2 separate regions of the Rattus norvegicus genome follow, and region 2 is linked to region 1. A link is a contact called in public Hi-C data. All regions are on one chromosome and are shown on one strand. Each heading gives the region's core, a stretch centred on a gene start, on an enhancer-like site or on the middle of the called end of the contact. The rest is flanking DNA. Distances are from core to core; before and after follow the strand shown.

Evidence for each region. A called contact is a pair of places that touch in the nucleus more often than the background predicts.
Region 2: a Hi-C map of liver shows a contact between it and region 1, with 3 times the contacts expected there. The contact joins two enhancer-like sites. A contact is called at or near these places in 2 of 12 Hi-C or Micro-C datasets (kidney and liver).

The regions. Positions count from the first base shown.
Region 1 is chr2:54,444,404-54,449,716 of GRCr8, reverse strand. It overlaps a transcript of Ghr not described here. Among named protein-coding and RNA genes, the nearest start is that of Ghr, 15 kb to the right of the region's middle. Within about 2 kb of position 2,151, at least 6 of the 93 cell types and tissues checked have an H3K27ac peak or open chromatin away from gene starts, as enhancers often do. A contact at or near this core is called in liver, where this site is marked.
Region 2 is chr2:54,525,903-54,531,215 of GRCr8, reverse strand. It overlaps a transcript of Ghr not described here. Among named protein-coding and RNA genes, the nearest start is that of Ghr, 96 kb to the right of the region's middle. Within about 2 kb of position 3,190, at least 1 of the 93 cell types and tissues checked has an H3K27ac peak or open chromatin away from gene starts, as enhancers often do. A contact at or near this core is called in liver, where this site is marked.

The DNA of each region.
Region 1 (5,313 bases), core at 902-3,401:
ATATTTTGACCTCTTCTTTTCCGATCTGTATCCCCTTGACCTCCTTTTGTTGTCTGATTGCTCTGGCTAGAACTTCAAGAACTATATTGAATAAGTAGGGAGAGAGTGGGCAGCCTTGTCTAGGCCCTGATTTTAGTGGGATTGCTTCAAGTTTCTCTCCATTTAGTTTAATGTTAGCAACTGGTTTGCCGTATATGGCTTTTACTATGTTCAGGTATGGGCCTTGAATTCCTATTCTTTCCAGGACTTTTATCATGAAGGGGTGTTGAATTTTGTCAAATGCTTTCTCAGCGTCTAATGAAATGATCATGTGGTTTTGTTCTTTCAGTTTGTTTATATAATGGTTCACGTTGATGGTTTTCCGTATATTAAACCATCCCTGCATGCCTGGGATGAAGCCTACCTGGTCATGGTGGATGATTGTTTTGATGTGCTCTTGGATTCGGTTTGCCAGAATTTTGTTGAGTATTTTTGCGTCGATATTCATAAGGGAAATTGGTCTGTAGTTCTCTTTCTTTGTTGTGTCTTTGTGTAGTTTAGGTATAAGAGTAATTGTGGCTTCGTAGAAGGTATTCGGTAGTGATCCATCTGTTTCAATTTTGTGGAATAGTTTGGATAATATTGGTATGAGGTCTTCTATGAAGGTTTGATAGAATTCTGCACTAAACCCGTCTGGACCTGGGCTCTTTTTGGTTGGGAGACCTTTAATGACTGCTTCTATTTCCTTAGGAGTTATGGGGTTGTTTAACTGGTTTATCTGTTCCTGATTTAACTTCGGTCCCTGGTATCTGTCTAGGAAATTGTCCATTTCCTGAAGATTTTCAAGTTTTGTTGAATATAGGTTTTTATAGTAAGATCTGATGATTTTTTGAATTTCCTCAAGCCTTCTTTTTAATGCTACTAGTTTCTTTAACAAATGCTGGCATTGTTCGCAGCCATTCTTCCTGCCTACAACTTTATCTGTTTTCACACTCCAAGAAGCACGTTTTCATATCATTCTGTTCTGCTTCTTACTTTAGTAAACATCACTGAAAATATTGAGCAATAACCATGCCAGAGCTTAGATGTTGAGCTGTCTCGAAATTTCTTTCGCCAAACAACTATTACTTTTGAATTCCACCTCAGTCAAGATTCCAGGACACAGATAGAACACGGCTTGATCCATTTCTATGATGTAACAGGAATAGCCTCACTTGCTCTTGATAAGAGTCATTATTCCCCCTGAAACCTCCTGAGTGCTGCCTTCGCCGTCTTCATTACTCTGTTCTGCTGGCCTCTCACCAGAGGGCCACATTACGTTCTACTTATGGCATTCTAACGCTTAGGTAGCCTACAGCTCCAAGTCTTGCCACATCCTTCCCCCAAACCAATCCCAAAGGCTTATGAACCCTCTAGTTAGGTTTATGACAGCCCAGTCTCTGCACTACTTATTTACTCTACTCCTCAGTGTAAAGAAACTCCTGAGAGCAGTGACTAGAGGAAAGAAAGGTTTCGTTTGGTGGAGTAGGTGGGCAAAAGTAGCACATGATATTTGCTTGAATGGGTCACCAACCAGGAATCAGAGAGGCTCAGGCTTTAGGGAAAGCCCTTTGTCTGCCAGCTGTATCACACATCTAAAAAGTCTTACCATCTACCCCACAAAAAACAGTACCACCAGCCAATTGGGAACATTTACATTGCATTTACACCTTAACAGCAAGGTGTCTTGACTCAGTCTGTGACCTCCGGCTAGACTTTTGAAGACCTATTTGTTGGACCTTTTTTGAGGTTTTTGATGAAGAAGAGTATCCAAGACAGGCAGTGCTTACAACTAAGATCGTAAAGCCAACAGTCTCCTGAGAGGGGCCAGGAAAGGGCAGTCACCTTCGATCAAGGGTACTGACGGGAACTGTTGAAGCTGATTAGCCCACAGGTTATAGAAAGCATGATACAGGCTTAACTGAAATGTGGCACCTTACACATGATAGACCCTAGATACAAATATGCAAATATTTCTGTGAATATTCTAAGCCTGATTCCTCTCCAAAAAAATAAAGGAATAGCCATCAAGTAAAATAGCTGCAAATCCAGGGAGCAACTTTGTCTATCTGGATACGTCTTTCCCTCATAGTTTATTTTGGCATAGGCAAAGCCTTTCATGCAGCTAGCTACTGTTGACAACTGCTAGCGATGTCCTTCATGCAGAATTTGCTACTGGTTACCCTTGTTCTCATGCTTCTCTGTCTTCATCTTCCTGAGTCTTCTCTTCCTGTTGTTGAAAAGGGCCATCTTACCAATAAAGCCAGCTTCTTGGGCCGCTGCACTTCGCTTCAGTGTTCATACTCTGCGCCATCTCAATTGGGTTGGCTTTTATAGCCTCAGGCATCATTCAGACAGAGGGAGGGTGATGATGGGTGCAAGTTGAGCGCTTACCTAATGAATGCGTGTTTGCCAGGAGCTTTAATTGGGATCCTGGTTTCACACTGTTGGATGCAGTCTGTATCCTGTTGGAACTCAGTCTTGAATTAACACTGGGTGGCTATAAAAGAACAAGCCAAGAATTTTGCACTTCTCTCAACTACAGCTGTTTATTTAGCTGGGGATGTGCAGTGGGTGGTCCAGTCTTCCAGTCCTTACAACCAGGAAGAGCAGGGTATGGTTGTAAATAGAATAGAGCATAGTTACAGTCTCTGGTAAAAGGGACACTGGAGCAACCATGCCATTTCTCCTGCTTTCTCACAGACTCTGAATTAGTTCATTAGGTATGCTAGTCTCCAAGGAGTTACTCTTCTAGCCTTCACCCCATGAAGCTATTTAATTCAAATACAAAACTTTACCCCAATGAAAACTCTACTTGATCACAGAAACAAAGAACAACGATAAATGGTACCAAAGCCCAAGCTTTTATTTGATTTATTTGGGAGTATGGGTACAGAGAATAACTGTGACATTTAAGAGGTTAGATTTTTGTTTTTATTCACTTTCTGCCATTTGCTGGGATCATTAGTGCCTCTAGTTAGTATTTTGATCCTGCGTTCATCAGTGGGCCTCATTACAGAAGAGGTAAGACTTCAGGTGGAAACGGTAATGCAGACAACCTCAATGAAGTGTTCTATCAGCTACCTTTAAAACCAACTGTGTGGCAGTTTGATAAAGTAAGAGTTGGGGTTTTCTCAAGTGCCTCAGAGGCTAATCGCATAGATATCACTGCTACTGTCCAACTTACAATGTATAAATAGTCATATCAATCCTAAGTGTGACTCTGAGAAAACCAGAAGAGACTGCACAGTCCAGTGGCTGCTGGTGACCGTAGGTCAGGCAGGCTGCCTAGAATCCTGGTTCAGCTGCTTCCCAACTGTGTGGCCTTGGGTACCAGGGTCTCCTGCTCTACAACATGACATATGATATGAACCCTCGTGTAAATATTTACACATCCTGCCAATCGAGTGCAAACAACTGAGTTTCAAAGTTTGCCCCAGCCACCTGCCCAGAAAACCACGGGCTGTGCCAATCTTATCACAAGAGCCAGCAGAAAATTGGCTAGGGTACAAGTATGATCTTCTTTGTGTGGTTCAATACATAAAAACATCTTAGAGTAGGTCTGACCTTGGGAACAAACAGGGAGAAACAATAGGGGAAAAAAAGAAGGAAGAAGACTGACTTGGAGATGAGCGATAGAGCAAGAACTTAAGAAGGAAAAATGTAAAAATCTCAGACTTGGGATAAGCACTGCTTGTCTTTCTTTTTTTTTTTTTTTCCCGGAGCTGGGGACCGAACCCAGGGCCTTGTGCTTCCTAGGCAAGCGCTCTACCACTGAGCTAAATCCCCAACCCACTGCTTGTTTTTCTTGAGGAGAGATACATGGGCATGCTGAGGAAACTTTGAAACTACCTAAAGTTTGTCAGCAAAAAGACTAGAACTTACACTTGAAGCAGAGGTGTTGGCTTGAAATGACGCTTGTCCTGGTTAATTGCCTGGTGTGCCTTTTGCTGAAACTGGCACAGTCAAAACATTTCTAGGCAGGTGGCTGGGGCAAACTTTGAAACTTGGCTGTTTGCACTTGATTGGCAGGATGTGTAATTATTTACAGGTGCTCACTAAAGATGCACCTATTGTAGAGGAGAGGAGACAAAGTAGAATATTTGAAAGTATTGTTCAGGTAACCCATTCTTGGGATTCGTTAGAGCACCCAGAATAACATGTAACACCAGATTGACTGATTTGGAACTACCTTTTTCTTCTCAAATTAAAAACGTCGGAGGGTTGAGAAAGATGCAGAAAGAAAATGGGGAAGACAATGATAAGAATTTTTTTAGATGAAGTTTTCACTTTAAAAACCTGAGATGAGACTTATTTTTTAAATTTTTTTAAAGATTGTTTTTGTTGTTCTTTTTTTCGGAGCTGGGTACTGAACCCAGGGCCTTGCGCTTCCTAGGTAAGTGCTCTACCACTGAGCTAAATCCCCAGCCCCAAGATTTTATTTATTGACTTCATGTATGTGAGTACACTGTCGCTGTCTTCAGACACACTAAAAGAGGGCATCGGATCCCCACTGCAGATAGTGGTGAGCCACCACGTGGCTGCTGGGAATTGAACTCAGGACCTCCGGAAAAGCAGTCAGTGCACTTAACTGCTGAGCCATCTCTCCAGCCCCCCCCCTTTTTGTTTTTATTGGATATTTCTTTATTTACATTTCAAATGTTATTCCCTTTCCCTGCTTCCTGTCCATAAGCCCCCATTGCCTCCCCCTCCCTTTCTTTTTTTTTTTTTTGCATTTTTTTTATTAACTTGAGTATTTCTTATTTACATTTCGAATGTTATTCCCTTTCCCGGTTTCCGGGCCAACATCCCCCTAATCCTCCCCCTCTTCTTTATGGGTGTTCCCCTCCCCACCCTCCCCCCATTACCGCCCTCCCCCCAACCATCACGTTCACTGCCCTCCCTTTCTTCTATAAGGGTGTTCCCCTCCCCATCCCCCCTTACCGCTCCCCTGATAATCCCCTACACTGGGGGTCCAAACTTGGCAGGACCAAGGGTTTCTCCTTCCATTGGTGCCCAGCAAGGTCATCCTCTGCTACGTATGCAGTTGGAGCCCTGGGTCAGTCCATGTATAGTCTTTGGGTAGTGGAAGCTCTGGTTGGTTAGCATTGTTGTTCTTATGGGGTTGCAAGGCCCTTCAGCTCTTTCAATCCTTTCTCCAATTCCTCCAACGGGGGTCCCACTCTCGAACTGAGACTTTATTAAGAGTAACTGAACTTTGAAATAAACACTACAGCTGGATTAACAGATGAGGGATTTTTGTGATGGTTATGACTGTAGAGTTCAACCCAGTCA
Region 2 (5,313 bases), core at 1,941-4,440, 80 kb before region 1:
ATCTATTTCTGGGCAAGAACTTTATATATAGCACCGGGGAGTAAGTCGGCTCTGACCAGGCTGCAGGGTTCCGTGGTGTAGCTCTGGTGTTTGTGCTGAAGGGGTGTACAGTATATATGTGCTGTGTGTGTTTGCATGCGTGTGTGGGAGCGCACTGGGAGGTGTGTTGGTCTCTTGAAACAGGGTGTTGAGAGAGAGAAAGAAACCATAGAGATGCTGCCTGCTGTTTGTATCTTCATGAGATCTTGGCCAGACAGGGAAAGGTAATGGGAAGTGAGAGAGTTGGGGAGACACAGCTGCTCCCGAATAGGAATAAATTTCCTGGACTTAAAAACACCTAACTTCCCTGCCCTGGAAGGTCTGAAGACTGGAAATGGTGGTTTCTGGAGCTCTCAGGAAAGCTGAATGGGAGGGCATTTGCACATCTAGGAGATGCGTGCATGTGTGGTTACAGAATTTGAGAGACCAGAGCAGATTCACTGTGGATCTGTGTGTCTCTCAGGATGCTGCTGTTCCTGTCCAAGGGAATAATAGAGGTCTCAGTCAGGAGTGTTTACTCCTTAACTCCCCGGATGTGGCTGAGACAGCGCTTACCTCTTCCTACAGAAACTGGGTGTGCAGTAGCAACGAGTACTCTAGGCTGCGTCCTACATGGATTACAGGAGGTTTCTGTTATTCTTGAGGGGACAGCTACTGAAATATTTTCACAGATTAAAATGTTACATGGAAATGAAGTAAAATAACAGAAAACAAAGATTATATATTATATATGCATATTAATGTATATATTATATAGGTATGTATGCATTGGCATTGAATGTGTATATAGTATACATACATAATATACATGTGTATTATATATGTATGTAATATACATATATATGCTGTGCACACATATATGTATTATGTACTTATGCATGTATGCAAGAATGTATGTATATGCTGTAGCTGGAAAATTCTCTCTCCTTTGAGAAAAGCAAAGCTCTGTTCTGAGATCAGATGCCAAGAGGGCTCCAGACACTCATTTCCCCTCCAGATAGACCTCTGGATGGACTAGAAGGCTGCCTGCTTGCCAAGAAACTCTGGGCAATTGTCATCTGTGGATTACAAAGCCCTATGAGTTCTTCATTGCCTTCTTCTGTCCTTATAAATTTTGTCTTCACATTGATCTAGAGGGAAAAGAAATCGGTCAATCAATACTCAAATGTCCCTTCTTTTTCTTTTGGGAGTAAATAGATCACAGTGAGATTACAGTTATGGTCTCCTGAATACCGTGGAAGACCAAGGCTCAATGAGCAAGGTGTGAAACGAGTCTGTGACTACAGTGGTGACGTGAGGGCATTACCACATAGTGTTTCAAAATGAGCCTAACTTTGCCTGGCAAATATTTGTTTTAGCCAGGGTTTGCGGCTGTGTTTTTGATTATTCATTTTTAAACAGTAGACTGCACCTCATAAACCACTTTCCAATGGACACTACAGGCCTTGACTATGCTGTCTCTGGCGCCCGTTTTAACAGATGTTTACAGTGCTTGGTAACCTATGGGACCGTCATGTGGAGTGTCTTGTTAGCTCAGGACATAATGTTTATAGCACAGCGTAATAAATGAAGCTACAGTTGCAGCCTGCTTCTGCCAAGTGCACGAAACACCCCAGTGTGGAAACAGATCTTGAAGTTGTTCCAACTTGGCCAGCCTTTTTGGCTATCTGCTGCTAAGCATTGTTAATGTACAGATAAATCTGAGTGATATGAGGGAATATGGGACACCAGATTGTTTAACTTACAACAAAACGTGGTCTCTACTTGTAAAAATCTACTAACCAGAGGATTAAGCTTCTTAGCAGTTTCCACCAGCAAATGACATAATTTTGGAGGTCCGGTTGCTTTAAACTCAGTCTCAGCCAAAAAGACCAAGAAGTGATGTGTGCTTGCTCTTCAAGACTGCATCTTTAAATATGTCAATAATGGAAATACTTCTGCTCCTTGGTGTGTGTGGCTATACAAACACAATTTTCTTTATAAAAGAAGGCTGGGTGTAGCAGAGAATGAGCACATAGTAAGTGTAAGGCACTAGGGTCAAACCCCGGCATGAAGGGGGGGGGGGGGAGCTACCCTGATGTAGCCATGATTTGAATGCTATGAGCACTTAAGTTAGAGTTGGTGAGAATTTGAGTTTGATAAGACTAAAGTCAACCCCTCAGCCTGATGTGTAAGCAGGGCAGAATGCCCTTTTTAGAAAGTGATGCTTTCCCCACCTGGAACTGCTATAGTGACAATCTTATACCCAATAATAGAGCTGCTTAGCTCGATAACTACTTCAAAGGTAACGTTCGGTAGTGTGTGACTCTCCACTTCAATAGCTAGTCTATCGCCTCCTAGAAATAGTGAATTGCAACCTCACCTTCTCCCTGGCCAATCAATTCTAGAACTTTCTTTGGAGAAAATTCAACCTCGTACCAAATCAACTTTTAAAAATTCCCTATTCTCCTATTCTTCGATTGAATCTAATTTTCCTTCCTGTTGTTTAGAAATCTTTCTATATTTGGAAGCCCTGTGCTCTTTCCCTTAAATTTTTGTTACCTGTCCTAGGAGTCTTTCTTACCACCATCGAACCTTACCCTTCTCTGTTATGAACAATTTGCCTCAAGTTCCCCATTCTCTCTGCCCCTAATTAATATATTTTGCCCAAAACACAGATTAGGAACTCTTGGTTTTATACATTCTATCTATAAAGACAGTTTAACATCTATGGTGTTTAATCAGCCGTCTCTTTATACCATTAACTAATTTCAACCCTATAAGGGAGACAACAATATGTTCTTTTCAGATTACTATGAATCTATAGTCAATGTTGTAACCATCTCACGGGTTCCTCAAGCCCACACTTGCTATTACTTCATACAAAGTGTAATAAGAGAAATAAATATAATTTTATATGCTATGTAGATAGCTCCTTAACTTTCCCTCCCTATGAAGGAGTGTACCTACCAAGAAAATGACAGGATTAGGATTTTCTGAAGATCAGCGAGTTGCAGCTGTGTGTTGCAGACAGGTTCTGACTAGGATGTATTTCTTTCATGGACCTTATTGTGTCTGCTTTCATGATCGTGAGTCACTAATGGCAATCAAACATTTATTGAAGGCTTGTTCTGCCCGAGTCCCATAGAGTGTGCCATCTGGCCCCAAATGAGGTGAAAGTACACTGGACAGAAATGCTTCCTTTGGCAACGGGGTTTGAGACGCAGGTAGAGGACATGACTAAATCAACAACTCACTTTTTACTCAGGAGGTAAATGGCTTGCTAATGTCCCAGGCAACACTAAAGTGCTCGGTCTCCATTAGAAGCTATACTCTAACATCCGTAGGCAATTAGGTCCCCATATCCTGCAGTACGTCTAGCTGGGAATTAGATGAGTGTTCTGCTACTCATGATTTCTAAGGTCTAAGCAACCTTGCTGTGAGATGGGAAAGCTGACTTATGTGTGAAAAAGGGTGGGGTTAAAAAAGCAAACCCTTTAGGGCTCATTGACTGGGAATTTACCACTCAAATGGTGATGATGAGCTCCTCTGGAACTTACTTTCCTCCCCTGAGAATATAGTAAGGTCTACCTTGTATTTCTGCATAGGATCTTTAGCATCAGTGGCTCATACAGTGATTGGTTTGAGGTCTGCTGTGATTGGTTTGAGGTCTTGGGCTTCTCAACAAATTATCAATCTCCTTGCCACCTGCTCAGAATTGTCCACAAACTGAAGGTGCATTTTTATGAACCTTCCAGCAAGGAACAACTTACTGTGCTCCATAAACATATTTGATACAATAATCACTTGATTGTTTCTTCACTAGTTTAGAAAATAAAGCAAAACATGTAAAAGAAAGATTTTCATTAAAAAAATCTTAAAAGAGACGTTTTATTTTAGTTCCTGTAACGTATGAGAGACTTATAACAATTCATTTGTCAAACAACTCTTTATTATTTTGCTTTGAAAATGTAGTTAGTGTATTAAGAATCATGTCCACTTTTCTCCTCTGGTGTTGTCATTGTAAGGGAAAGCAGAATGGAGCTATGCAGAACGGAGTCATAAGCAGGTCCCTCGCTTGCTTAAAGCTCTTGTGATATCTGATGCTGTAAGCCCATCTGGACTTGGATGATGGCTGATAAGCTCAAACTTCAATTTTCCTTTCTAATTGTCAGAAAGTCAACTTTGGTCTTGGGCAGTGTGATGACTCAGGATTTGTCCTGTCAGTTGCCTTTCCAGGGACCTTCAAGCTATGTGCTTTTTAGCCTGGAAAATGTCAATTTGGCAAAACAAAGGGAAAAATTGCCTGGTAAAGGATAGAAGAATGATGAATTGTAAATATTATATATATTCAAAGTTATCATCCCATAAGGATAGAGAAAAGTACCAGAATCCTTGAAGAAGGTCATGATAGCTGAAAATATATACCATGTTTATATTGAGCAAATAAAAGATATTAAAACAAGAAGCCAGAGAATGAAGAGAAATGATATCTCTCACATTAAAACTGTTGTATCTTATCTTTCTGAAAGATACTGCCCAAGTGATATCTGACTTTTCACAGACGCTAAATAAATATTCCATTGATGGCTTTGCCTTAGTAGTAGGAAGACATACTGAGCAATTGAGATAACAGGAGTGTCCAGAGATAGTCTGGGGCAAAGAAATGTAGATAATGATAATACCTGGAATCTAAGTACATTATGAATTTTTGTTTGAGTTCCTTAGTTCAATGACAGCACTTGATGACAAGCATCCCAAAGAGAATCCTTCCCACAGAACTTCAAAACATCTACAAGTTCAAGCAGTATGGAGACATTAATATTATATTTTATTAAAAATTATTTTTATGTATATGGGTGTCTTGCCTGCATGTAAGACTGTACACCACATGGGTACTTGATGATCACAGAGATCCTAAGAGGGACTGACCTCTCAACTAGAATCACATCCAGTTATGGCCTCCATGGATTTGTTCAGTCCTTTGGAATAGTGCACGTGCTCTTAATTGCTGAAACACCTCTCTAGCCCCTTAGGTATAACTAGACTGGACCTTCATACACCCCATCATAACCATGAAGTTTTAAGTTTGGTTGTGTGGAGTTGAGTATTTTTATGAGAATTATATCATATGAAAAGTTACTTTTAAAATAATTGGAGGAACAATGCTGAGCAAAGGAGTTCCCCCCCAAAGGGTACCAGTTGGGTCAAACCAGTGGTATTTTTTGGTATCTATGTAAAATATAAAAGACAGAGCACATATTTACTGAGCCACGAATATGTCCTTTGAAATGT